Regions from separate parts of the Mus musculus genome. Here regions 1 and 2 are each linked to region 3. A link is a contact called in public promoter capture Hi-C data. All regions are on one chromosome and are shown on one strand. Each heading gives the region's core, a stretch centred on a gene start, on an enhancer-like site or on the middle of the called end of the contact. The rest is flanking DNA. Distances are from core to core; before and after follow the strand shown. Region 1 has its middle 4.1 kb from the start of Gm39167. Region 2 overlaps Mtus1 (mitochondrial tumor suppressor 1). Region 3 holds the start of Fgl1 (fibrinogen-like protein 1).

Region 1 (4,032 bases), core at 46-2,545, 65 kb after region 3:
CATGGTCTACCCAGAGCTTAAAGCAGGGTAGTAGAAAATACACGCAACATAGATTCCTTAATGTTTTCTATTAAAAAAAAAATAGTGTTACATGCCAGGCATGGTGGCACATGCCTTTAATCCCAGCACTTGGGAGGCAGAGGCAGGCGGATTTCTGAGTTCGAGGCCAGCCTGGTCTACAGAGTGAGTTCCAGGACAGCCAGGACTACACAGAGAAACCTTGTCTCAAAAACCAAAACCAAAAAAAAAAAAAAAAGAATAGTGTTACATTTAGAATATTAGGCAAAGCTATCTAGAGGATTAAAGCTGAGAGAATGTATATCTATATCACATATCATATATCCTATATAATATGTCATATGCTATATGTTATATAAGAGAGGATTCACTAGGTTGACTTGCATTGTAGGAGCCATCATCCAACACCGATGTCTATATGATAGCGTCTGAGATGCTAATAGCTGCTCAGGCTGTGATGCTAGATGCTCCAGTCTTCATCTGGCACTGAAGGCCTAGAACAATCCTGGAGTGTTTCTGGTATTCAGGTTACATCTGAAGGTAAAGTAGCTGGAGTCTGATGTCAGTGGAGGACTGCAGCAGCAGCAGCAGGAGAAAAAGGAAGGCAGTCACTAGCAAGATGCAAAGACAGGCAGACAAGACCGCTTTCTCTTCAGGCCACTTTGTATCTGGGACATCTGCTTAAAGGAGCTGCCTGTTAGGGGGGGTGAGGCTTCTCCTCTCAGTTAGTGCTTCCTGGAAACATCCTCGTAGACATCGCACACAGTGCATTTCTTAGTTCAGTGGTCCTCAACCTTCCTAATGCTGCAATCTTTTCATCCGGTTCCTCAGGCTGTGGCGACCCCCAACCATAAAATTGTTTTGTTGCTTACTTCGTAACTGTAATTTTGATAGTTGTAAATTGTAATAATATCTGTGGTTTTCTGATGATCTTAGGCAAACTCTGTGAAAGGGTGGTTTGACCCTTAAGGGGTTTGTGATCCACAGGTTGAGAATCACGGTCTTGGTTGATTCAAGTTGATAAGATCAAACACCCATTCCTATTTCCTTTTTGGTTTGTTTGCCTTTCTCCTGTTTTGTTTGTTTCTGAGACAGGGTCTCACTGCGTAGCCCTGGCTGGCCTAGAACTCCCTGAGATTCTCCGATCTTTGCCTCCTGAGTGCTGAGATTAAATGCATGAGCCATCTTCCCTGCCAGTTTTCATTCTTATCTCACTGGTTCAGACCTTTGTACCCTGTAGTAAATAAATACCCAAGGGAACAACTTACAGAGGAGAAAGGCTTATTCTGGCTCACAGGTTGGGAGGCCTCAATCTGTGGTCACACATGTCTGGTTCGTAAGTCTGTGTGGTGAGGCAGAATGTCATGAGGAGGAGTGTGTCCAGCAGATGAGAGGCAGGGGGCAAGGCAGTAAGGAGGGGACTCAGAGCAAACCACGAGCATGTCCCCACTGGGGACAGACTTCCTCCAGCTGTGCCTGCCTCTGAAAGTTCCCACCACCTCTTACTAATGCCATTAAATTGTGAGGCCATCAATGGATTAACCCATAAAGGTGAAGTGTGGACTTTCACAGACTACCACGTCTCATCGTGTCAAGACCAAACCCTTAGTGCACGAACCTTTTAGAGAACGCTTCTTAATCAAATCTCAACATCTACAAATAGAACTCAGTGGCTTCTTTCCTCTGAGTATGATTCTTCTTCCCATTTCCTGTCTTCACGATCCACTTCGGACTACCAGCAGAATAGAGTAGGCTAGGCGAGTGCATCCATTGAGCTTGGTGCCAGTCTTACTGAGTGCTGCTTTTCTCTCCATAGGACACTGATGGGTCTCCGGATCGGGCAGATGAAACTCGTTTTTATTCATTAGGTGGGTTTTTATTCTTAGTCCATCTACTGAAATTAGCCTGTGGATTTTTTCCTTTGTTCTCTTCATACAGTAAATCATTCAAACTGGTTTTGGGCCTAGCACACTTGCCTTCTTAGGAAGAACCCTATTTACCATGATGAACTTTAATGTGTTGCTAAGTGAGATGGTGAATATGAAGCTCTGAAAACAATACTTAAATATCCAAAGTGTGCCAGCTTTTTCCCTTTCATGTTTATTTTTAATTTAGGTTTTCTGAATTTCTTAGATATTTATGTTTTGGAGAAATTGGTAATTATTTTTTACTAAAAAGAAAAATCTACGTCTATCCCTCTTAGACTCTAAGAGTACCTGTTTTAATCTATCTGACTGTCTCGAAGGTCCCTGAAGCTTTGTTTTCAACTTTACTGTCTTCCATGTTCTTCAGATTGTGTTTCTGTCTGTCTTTCTCTCCTCAGACCCACTGACTTCTTAGGCTGTTTCTCCTCTTCTATTAGACCCTCTTTAAAAAATTTAATTTCTCATGACTGGAGAGATCACTCAGTGGTTAAAATCACTGACTGCTCTTCCAGAGGTCCAGAGTTCAATTCCCAGCAACCACATGGTGGCTCACAACCATCTGTAATGGGATCCGATGCCTTCTTCTGGTGTGTCTGAAGAAAGTGACAGTATACTCACATACATAATGAATTAAAAGAATATTTAATTTCTTATAATTTTTCATCCTATGTATGTATTGAACACCTGCTTTCAGATAGTTTTCTTCTAGTTTCAACATCTGGCACTTACTTGGGCTAGCTCCTATAAGTGAATCTGGGTCAAAAGACGTGCAGTTTCTTTGTCTGAATATGTTATAATTCCTGATTACATACTGTGATGAGACTCATAAAGTACTGGCTACTTCATACTTCTGTCTAGTTTTTGTCCTACTAGACAGTCTGGCTACATTCAAACTATAAACTGTCTAGCCATTGTCTGAAAATTCGATTCAGTTTTTTCAAGTTAGGCTCCTTGGAGGACCTCCCCCATTCCCAACACACACACACACACACACACACACACACACACACACACACACACACACACACACACACTTCAGAAGTCTGGGGAAATGAGGAGAATTTACACATACAGGTCTGAAGGCTCCCATCCTGTGGCTATCAATCTTTTCCCTGGAATTTCTCCCCTCTGAATCCAGCCATTTTAGTAATCTAAAACTGCATTTTCTACTCCAATTAGGATTGTATTTTTCTGCCAGAGTGTGAGTTTCTCGTCCCACAGGGCTGGGCAGTCTGCTCAATCGAGAAACCATACATAGGTTCTTCTTTCAAGTGTTGACTTCCTTCCAGTTCTGGCCTGCTTTTGGTCACTCTCCAGGGCCTTCAAATAGACATTGTTTGTATTCTCTTCATAGTGAAGAATTATTTTCTGCAGGAGTTTTAATCTAATACCAATTACTCTGCACTAACAAAAGTAAAACTTGGGGCTGGAGAGACGGCTTAGTGGTCTGGAGTACTTGTTGTTCTTGTAGAGGACCTGGGTTCAACTTCCAGCACCCAGATGATGGCTCACAACTGCTCAAAATCCAGTTCTGGGGATCTATCATCTCCATAGATACCAGGCATGCACATGGTACACAGACATACATGCAGCCAAAACCTTCATACACATGAAATAAATCTAAACACATTTTTAAAAGGTGAAACTCCAGATGACCATATTGTAAAATCCTCTTTTGTATTGCATGCAATTGATAAAGTACTGAAAATATGGTTGGTTTCATTGGTGAATGACAATCTAAGTTTCTAATTATGTCTCTTATTTGAAAAGAGTGAGGGGGCTTGCCTAGAACTTTGGGTGACTACGTAGAAATAATTTAAATTACTATTCTTTTTGTTTGTTTGATTGGGTTTTTTTGTTTGTTTTTTGTTTGTTTTTTGTTTTGTTTGTTTGTTTGTTTGTTTGTTTTGAGACTGGGTTTCTCTATGTAGCCCTGGCTCCCTATGTAGCCCAGGCTGACCTTGAATTCACAAAGATCCTCAGCCTTCTGAATCCTGGAATTAAAGGCGTGTGCCACCAGGCCTGGTTTGACCATAACGTTCTTGAGTGATTAATCAGGAGAATGTTTATAAGGGTCAATGTTTTACAT
Region 2 (3,907 bases), core at 753-3,252, 95 kb after region 3:
GAGGTTGAGGGATTACAACATGGAATCCCTGACCCGTTTTCAGTTGAAGACAACCTAGACCAGTGGGAGGAAACTCAGTCTCAGGACTCCCCTCCTACCCCCCATCTCCCACTGATGGGGTCCCTATCCAAGGCCCAGGAACACCACAAGGACTGGACAATGAGAACCCTGATGATGGTCCAGTCCTTTCCAGTCACCAGTACCTCCAGGCCTGAGTTAGCTGAGTCATAAAGACATAGACCTGTTACTGTTTTCATGAGATTAGATAAACTTCAGGAAGACCCATGATTGGGCCTTCTAGTTACCAGAGAAGGGTGGGAATGAGAGGCCAAGCCTACTCCATCTTGGGACCAGCCTCCATCTTCAAGGAAAAAAAAAAAAGCCTTAGAACTTGACCAGCAGCAGAACCCAAGCTGCACCCACGTACCAGGAAGGAGAGAGTTACTCCCTAGCTACTTCCTAGCAACAGGTAGTCAAAGATTAGTCTGATGGTTTCAGATGTACTTTCAGACAGTTTGTGATTGTATATGGTCTTGCTTCAGAGCACCCACCTGTCCGCTTACAATAGACATTCAGTTAGATGCTTGCCAGGATAGACCCCCTCCCCCGATCCCCCACTTACTTCCATTTCCTTTAAAACCTTGTCCTGCTGAGGATTCCAGGCTGCTCCACCTTCCCTTCCTGTCCTTCTATGTCAGGGTTGGCTATGTCAGGGTTGGATTGGAGGAGAACCCAAGCCAGAGCTTGTAATAAAAGAGGTACCCTAATGCTATTACATTGGAAACTGTTCCTTGGTGGTCTTTTGGGGTTCACAAATACTTCCTGACACAACACTGCCGGTTGCAGCTCATAACAATAGATTGCAGAGGCAGCCGGATCTCTGTGCAGTTGAGGCTAGCCTGGTCTACATAGTGAGTTCCAGGTCAGCTGGAAACCCTGTCTTGAAACAAAACAGCAAATTCACTTCTATTTTTATTACTTTCTTTTCTGTCTCCAGTGCTTGGGATAGGGCTCTGCTGTGTAGACTAGGGTGATCTGGAGCTCAGTGAGCCTTCTGATTCGGCCTTGTGTGTGTTGGGTGATATACTCCACTGCTATAACATTTGGTAGTTTTCAGATTGCTTTTTCAAAAAGGTATAATACAATTCCGTAAGAATGACCATCCGAATCCCTTGTTTCCCATTTTGCAGATTAGCACTCCAACATCTTGGATGTTAACTCAAGGCTAATAGGTAGACTTTCCTGGACTATGTTTTTCTATGAAACCCCCGAATCCTTTTATTTTTGAGCTGTGCAGAGGTAGGAGATGATTGCAACGAGGAGGCAATCCTGGGTGAAAATTTAACTAGGAGGTGAGGGCTCGTGCCATCTAGAAGTGGAAGACGCTAATGTCCAAATAGCCCCAGTTATATCTGAGCCTCGGGCATGTCTTCTGGCCATAAAGATGATCGTGTCTTTCAAGTTCCTGCTGAGGAATGTACAGTGTTAAGACTTTCAAAGTAGGCCCTTTATAGAGAGTGGCTCTAACTTTGGCTGCACTGTGAGTTAGCTGTGTGCCAACGTTGCCCTTGTGTTCAAGATGGTTTATGGCCAATGGAAAGTCTGACAGGTAATCATTTTCATGAAAAGGGTACAGGAAGTTGCTGTTTAATAAAGGTTGGGAGGTATAAGGTGAGGTGCTGGTTTGCGTAACTACACATATATAAATGACATTTTTCAATTGGTCTTGGCATGGTTTAGATGGAAAATTATTTCCTTTTAGCCAAGTGGAGTTTGAAAAGCCGTGACAACTGCCCAGAGCTCCTGACTGAGAAGTTGTTCACGGTCATTTAGCACTATCAGGAAGAGATTTTAGTTTAGCCTTAAGCCCTGCTAACCCTCCTCATTGACCTTAATGAGCCTTCAGGTAATTTCTTTAATGAAGTGCATATCACTGACAAAAAGCAAGGGGTTTTTACAGGAGTCATTGCCCAAGCCCAACTGTGTAGCCTTTGAACATACCTGATCAGCACTGGGTACGCTCGGCTTGGTTTGAATTATTTACTTTGGTAAGTACAGTCATGTCTGTATTGGCTCCGTATTGTTTTGGAACCTGATGTGTTTCGACCAGTGCGGGTGTTTTCTGACTTCCATTTTAAAAAGGCCAGTTTTGATGAAATTGTGAAGATTGTTTATAACATGATACGATAGCCCCAAGACTAAAAACTGAAACTTGTTGATGTACTTCTACCTGAGTACTCAGGGTGTTTTACATGTCTAGTTGCTCAATAGGCTCTTGCAGAATGTTGTTGCCTTAGATTCCCAGAAGTCTATTGGCTGGTGTTTCTGGTTTGCTTTGGTTCAGGCTCTGGCTACAGGGGAGGGTCAAGGTGGAAATATCCAGTCTGGATCAGTAAAGCTTAGAATTTTGAATACGTAGAAGAACAGAGGCAATTCTTCAAGTGCGTCACGTGGGTAGGAAGGATTAGCTGGAAAATAGATTACAGAGAATGAGGACTAAGAGAAAAAAAGAAATCTGAGGTCCCCACATGAAGTAGTAGGTACGGTCCAGAAAATCCCACTGATGCTTATTGGTTGAATGCACTTTGAAAACAAATTAAGATAAAATTAAATCCCAGGAGATCAAGTGGGTGTGGTGGGTGTGTCGGTGCACACCTACAATCTCAGCACTCCAGAGGCTGAGGCAGAAGGATCTGATTTTGATTTCAGATTCATCCTGGTCTATATAGCAAGACCCAGTCTCTCAGTTTTGTTGAGTACATATTTGTGTAACCAATGCAGCAATCAGGACTTAAAACACCTCTTTTACTCTGGAAAGTTTTTCTGGCCAGATAAACAAGTTGTCAGCCTCTGGTCCTCAGAAATGTGAGGTTAGTAAGTTTGTCATACAAGGTTGTTAAAGTTACAGTAGTGTAGCTAACAGTGGTCAGGAAGTTTCCAAACACTTCTTTTAGCTCCAGACCAGTGCTGAGGTGGATCGAGTCTGTTTCATAGGTAAGGAAACTGAGGCCAGGAGCATGTTGGCCTCTGACCATAATGCAGACACACAGTTTGGTAGCCTCAAGAGTCACTACAGCTGCCGGCTTGTCCAGGTGGCTTTGGGGTCTGTGGCCACGTACACAGACTCGCCAAGTGTTGGATGAGGTTAAGGTAAGAGGGATGTGGAAAGAGATAGACTTTTGAGGTGGGCAGAGTGGTTAATTCCCATGGTCCCAGCTACTCAGGAAGCTAAGGTAGGAGCATGACTTGAGCCCAGGAGTGGTTCAGGGCCCTCTTAGATAGTAAGAAGACCCCCTCTAAAAAGCTTCACACATCTGAACTGAATTTCCTGCCTGTGGCTACCATGGTTTACGTCTGTACTTCTGGGTTAACCTTCCATAAATGGGAGGAGGAATGAGGACAGTGACTGTCACATGGTTTGTCTAAGGGACCATCAGCTTGAGTGTGCTTTCCTGCACGTGGATGTCATTAGCTCTGTGGAAGAGGTAGCTGCTGATGTCCCGGTCCCTGCCTCCCATGCTACTGCCTTTGGGCTGATGAGTGGACTGACAACGTGTCAGTCCCTTGGTGTGCTGGCCGCTGTGTTTACACAACTTTTCTCGGTGCTTCTGACATTCGAGAGCGTCACATCCTACTCAGCCCCATTCTACAGCCCTTGTGAGCAGAAGTAGGAAAGAATCTTTTTTTTTCTTCCTAAAAATTGTTTTTATTTTGTTTACAGAAGAAATATATATCCTGATACAAAACAGTGTATATGAGGTGGGTGACTTTCTAAGGGATCCCAAAATTGGTGTTGAGTTCTGGGTCTTCATGGGGTCATCTTGCATGTGCCCCCTCTAAATCCCCAAAGGCAGGCCTCCTTGTATGGTCCGCTCTGTCTGTGTATTTCTAGAGGGTGGGAGACTTC
Region 3 (4,177 bases), core at 1,658-4,157:
ACGCCAATAGCCAATAGCTGGGCAGGGCAGACAGAAGTGGGAAGGATTTGAGGAATCCTCGACTTGGGATTTGGAGGAGAGGAAAGAAGGAGGTCCTACGTTGGGAGAGTGTGGAGGAGAGGAGAGACACCATGCCTGAGATTAGTGCAGGACAGAGAGGCATAGCCGCGAGGTGAAAAAGCCAGGAGAGCACGGCCCAGAGGGCTGCCCAGCTGGGTCCAGGGCAGCCAAGATAGAACACAGAATTTAGTAAGTAGTAACTCGGAATTATTGGCGGGAGGTAGTGGAAGTTAGACAGTCTGGCCTACCTTTTGAGCTGACTAAGGTACATTAAAATATAAAGGCTGTGTGTGCCTTTCATTTGGGAACCTAGACTATTGGGGCGGGTAGCGAACTTGCTGCTAGGGTTTTCATAAAATTTATTTCAACAATTCTGATCATTTAAAAATTATTATTAATTAATTTATTTATTTTACATACCGATCCCAGCTTCCCCTCCCCCTTCTCCTTCCAGTCCCTCTCTTCCCCCTCCACTCTCCTTCCTCCATCTCCCCTATCTTTGTCCAGAGTTCCCAGGAACTTATAAGGATGGCCCTAGCAAAAACTCCTAGAAATTGGAGATAAGGAATCTGAAATGGCTACCTCTAGTAACCAGGCAAGACTTCCAATGGAGGGAGGGGGACACCAACTCACCCACAAAACCTTTGACCCATAATTTGTCCTGCCTATAAGATGTATAGAGATACAGATGGGGCCGAAGTTGAGGAAATGCCCATCTATTGGCTGGCCCAACTTGTGACTAATGCCACAGTAGAGAGCCCACCTCTTATCTTTATGACCGTTCCTCTATACTATTCTGCACCCCCACCCCAAAATCAAATCCCTACAAATGGCATTTTGGGGCATGCCTCCACAGCACATCGACCAAACATTTTGTTCTTACTGTCTTGTTAGCTTTTCCTGAGTTTCTTTTAGGACAGTGCTTTTGAACCAAGTCTTTGACAGCATAACCTAGTTTTCATTGTGAGGATCACAAATTCAGAGCCAGATTGCCTTTGAGTTCTGGCTCCATCTCTTGCTAGCTGTGTGACCTTGGGCAAGTTGCTTAAACTTCTGTGCCCATTTCCCCACTGAAAAGGAGACAGCTGATAGCTGAGTAGGGTGTTGGGGGCTGAGTCAATGCAGCTCTAACAGCTTTGGCAGCGGGTGTATAGCCCATGGGTAAAGCAGATTCTCATTATGTGCTACACCATAGGTTTAAAACTCAGCATCACCGAAAGGCAAAGGAAACCCTGTTCTTACTATTTGGCTTGTAGAACTTGTAGCGAATGCGGCAGTTCTTGTTGTTAGTTACTATTGTGTCCTCTGCAGACGCCTGTGACAGTAGAGCTTGTCAATTTTTTTTTTTTTTTGAGTGTGGAGAAAGCAATAAAGATACAAGAAAGATACATTCAAAATACTAACCTCACCACAGTGGTCATTGTCACATTAGCTTTAAAATTCCACGCTTTCCTTTTAATATCAGCGGTTTGAATTCTCTACTATTTCAAATGCCATAACTTCATCCCTCCTGTGTGTGTAGATCACTTCAGCCTAAATGTCATTGCCTTATTATTGTTAATTTTTTAAGCCATTGGGACTAACTTTTCTATAAGAACTTCCAAATTTTCTAAGTCAATCGTCAGAAAGTGTTTAATGGGAAGGTCAAATACAGGCAAAGCTCTCTGCTCAGTGACTCACCTAGGACAGAAGGGAAACACTCTACTTTTTACCGGAATCTGAGTTAAGAAATAGGGGCAACAGAACAGATGGCAAACAACTGCTTGCGTTACATCAAAATCGACGAGAAGCGATCACCTGGTTTCCAGTCTGAGATGGTTACACAAGATTAGTGGAACTGAAAAAGTTACCTTTTACACAATAAAAGCGGCTCCAGAGGCTTTAAAAGCAAAAAGAACAGCTAGTAAGAGCATGGCTAATGCTTACAGGAAGGGGCACAATCTTACATATCAGAGAACGCTGTTACTAATGGACAGTCCCAGATTCATGCACACATGTGCTGCCCTGATGGGAATTTAGGGTGGTATCAAAAAAAAAAAAAAAAAAGGTGAAGTTGGGAAGACGACATGGGGAAACTTGGAGGAGAATGGGATGTGGATATGGTCATATTTCATGTTTTCATATCTGAAGTTCTCAAGAATAAAGAAAAATCATAATAAAAAAGGATCAAGTAAACTGATGGGTCCATTGCGTCCGTTATAAGCTTGTGGTGGTGGTGTTTTCATACCTAAGAAAAACGCAGCCTCTGTCCCTGTCTTAGTTGAAATGATACTTTAGTTTCCTCCTTTGCAGCTGGCAGTTTCTTAACTTTACTATCTATCTGTAAGGCAAAGTTTCAGATGGCTTTGACTTTTAGGATGAAGTATAAAATTCTCTGGATGAACACAACTATAAAAGGCTGACATAAAGATATGTAATCCAATAAAATGTCCTGCACGGAGGAGAAATTGAGAATATAAGAGTATTGGGGCCAGTGGTGGTGGCACACCCCTTTAATCCCAGCACTTGGGAGGCAGAGGCAGGCAGATTTCTGAGTTCGAGGCCAGCCTGGACTACAAAGTGAGTTCCAGGACAGCCAGGGCTACACAGAGAAACCCTGTCTCAAAAAACAAAACAAAACAAAACAAAACAAGACAAAAAAAAAAAGTATTGGAGCTTGCCCTCCAGTTGTTTTTTTTTGTTTTTGGTTTTTTGGTTTTTTTTGGTTTTTTTTGTTTGTTTGTTTTTTGTTTTTTATTCCTTCCAGTAAAACTGATTTCCTCATGTTGTTTCTGGATTAGAGCCAGAGTCAACTTTGCCTGCCTCTAATCAAATAATGGGGAAAACCGTTTGTAATTCTGACTTCAGTTAGAAGTTCCTGGGAGGCTCTGTGTGGATGGACTGAGCCTAGCTAAGTCCTGATTCATTTTGACTTGAGGTAAGTTATTATCTGTACTGCTGACTGGACTGTAATAATGGTGACTCTTTCATGACAGCGAATGGCAGACACCAGGACTCAGAAAGTAGCCTTTGGCTTTCGAAAGAGATTGAGATGACTGACAATAAAGCAGAGTTGCTTGCAACTTGGAGGAGAGATTTAGAATTTAATTAGTTTCTAGTCTCCTTGTATTTCAAATGAGTTAGATGGGGATTCACAGTAGAACTTTCCATTTCAGCCTACAGAATTAAAAACAGAGTAGGGTAAGACTGGCCAAGGTGAAATATGGCAAGACATATCTCAGGGTTGTTTGCAGGGAAATAGACATAGAGGCTAGATACCTGCCCAGCTCTAGTGCTTTTAAGACTTATTATAAATGTAAAATATATTTAAAATATAAATAATTATGAATATATATTATCTGGGAACTGAATGAATGATCAAAGGCAGGGTAGAAATCCCTGATGGAGATTATAAAATCAATACAACATTCTCCGATTGGACACAGCTGCACTGACAATCTAGTCTTCATTATTCATGTTAGTAAACCATCCTTATTTGGTACATCTAGTTTATATAACATCATCCTGATCCTTATCATTCACTATGCCTAGTTGTATTTCTTTTATAGTATTTTTGCTTTAGGTATTTTGAATTAGAAATCATTATATTTTCAAATTATTATAAAGGTATGCATTGAAATTACCTTCAAATATCTGCTCTCAGACAGGCTTTCTTATTTGATATAAATCATTTTAAGAAGGTGGGGGTGCAGTTCAGTGGTAGAATGTGACTCTCGTGGGTAGGACTCTTGTCAGTGTACTACTAGGTTTTCATTATCCATTCATCATAGTTGGATATTGGGGCCACTTCCATTTCCTGGCTACCATGAATAGAACAGCAATGACCGTGGTGTACTCATACCGTAACAGCAAACTATAGTCTTTGGGGTATCTGATCCAGAGTGATTCAGCTGGATCTCATGGTAGATCTACTTCTAGCTCTTTGAGGAACCTTTACATAGTGGCTGGACCAGTTATACTCCTACCTGTAACCATACTTTTTGGCTACTTTATTAGGTTCTTTTACCTACCACTCTTCTCTACCCCAACCCCTTCCAACCGCCCAATCCCGGGTAGGCAAAAAAGAAGGCTAGAGGGGAAAGGAGAACAGGTCTCTTTAGACTACTTCCTGATGAGT

What was found. Promoter capture Hi-C pulls out the DNA fragments that hold promoters and counts their contacts.
Region 1: a contact with region 3 is called in a promoter capture Hi-C map of liver. The contact joins the enhancer-like site here to the promoter of Fgl1 in region 3. A contact is called at or near these places in 4 of 39 promoter capture datasets (hematopoietic stem and progenitor cells, liver and macrophages), 3 of 484 Hi-C or Micro-C datasets (cortical neurons and liver), 1 of 115 datasets of contacts at active chromatin or transcription factors (embryonic stem cells) and 2 of 9 other capture datasets (adipose tissue and pancreatic islet).
Region 2: a contact with region 3 is called in a promoter capture Hi-C map of liver. The contact joins the enhancer-like site here to the promoter of Fgl1 in region 3. A contact is called at or near these places in 8 of 39 promoter capture datasets (the 3T3-L1 cell line, cranial neural crest, epiblast stem cells and 3 more), 4 of 484 Hi-C or Micro-C datasets (all in liver), 2 of 115 datasets of contacts at active chromatin or transcription factors (embryonic stem cells and stem cell-derived neural progenitor cells) and 3 of 9 other capture datasets (adipose tissue, liver and pancreatic islet).

The regions. Positions count from the first base shown.
Region 1 is chr8:41,147,909-41,151,940 of GRCm38.p6, reverse strand. No RefSeq gene overlaps it. Among named protein-coding and RNA genes, the nearest start is that of Gm39167, 4.1 kb to the left of the region's middle. Within about 2 kb of position 1,295, at least 18 of the 459 cell types and tissues checked have an H3K27ac peak or open chromatin away from gene starts, as enhancers often do. A contact at or near this core is called in liver, where this site is marked.
Region 2 is chr8:41,118,431-41,122,337 of GRCm38.p6, reverse strand. The region is part of intron 1 of Mtus1 (mitochondrial tumor suppressor 1); the gene reads left to right. Among named protein-coding and RNA genes, the nearest start is that of Mtus1, 13 kb to the left of the region's middle. Within about 2 kb of position 2,002, at least 26 of the 459 cell types and tissues checked have an H3K27ac peak or open chromatin away from gene starts, as enhancers often do. A contact at or near this core is called in adipose tissue and liver, where this site is marked.
Region 3 is chr8:41,213,886-41,218,062 of GRCm38.p6, reverse strand. Fgl1 (fibrinogen-like protein 1) reads left to right here and starts at 2,907. Exons shown (of 8, transcript NM_145594.2): 1 at 2,907-2,977.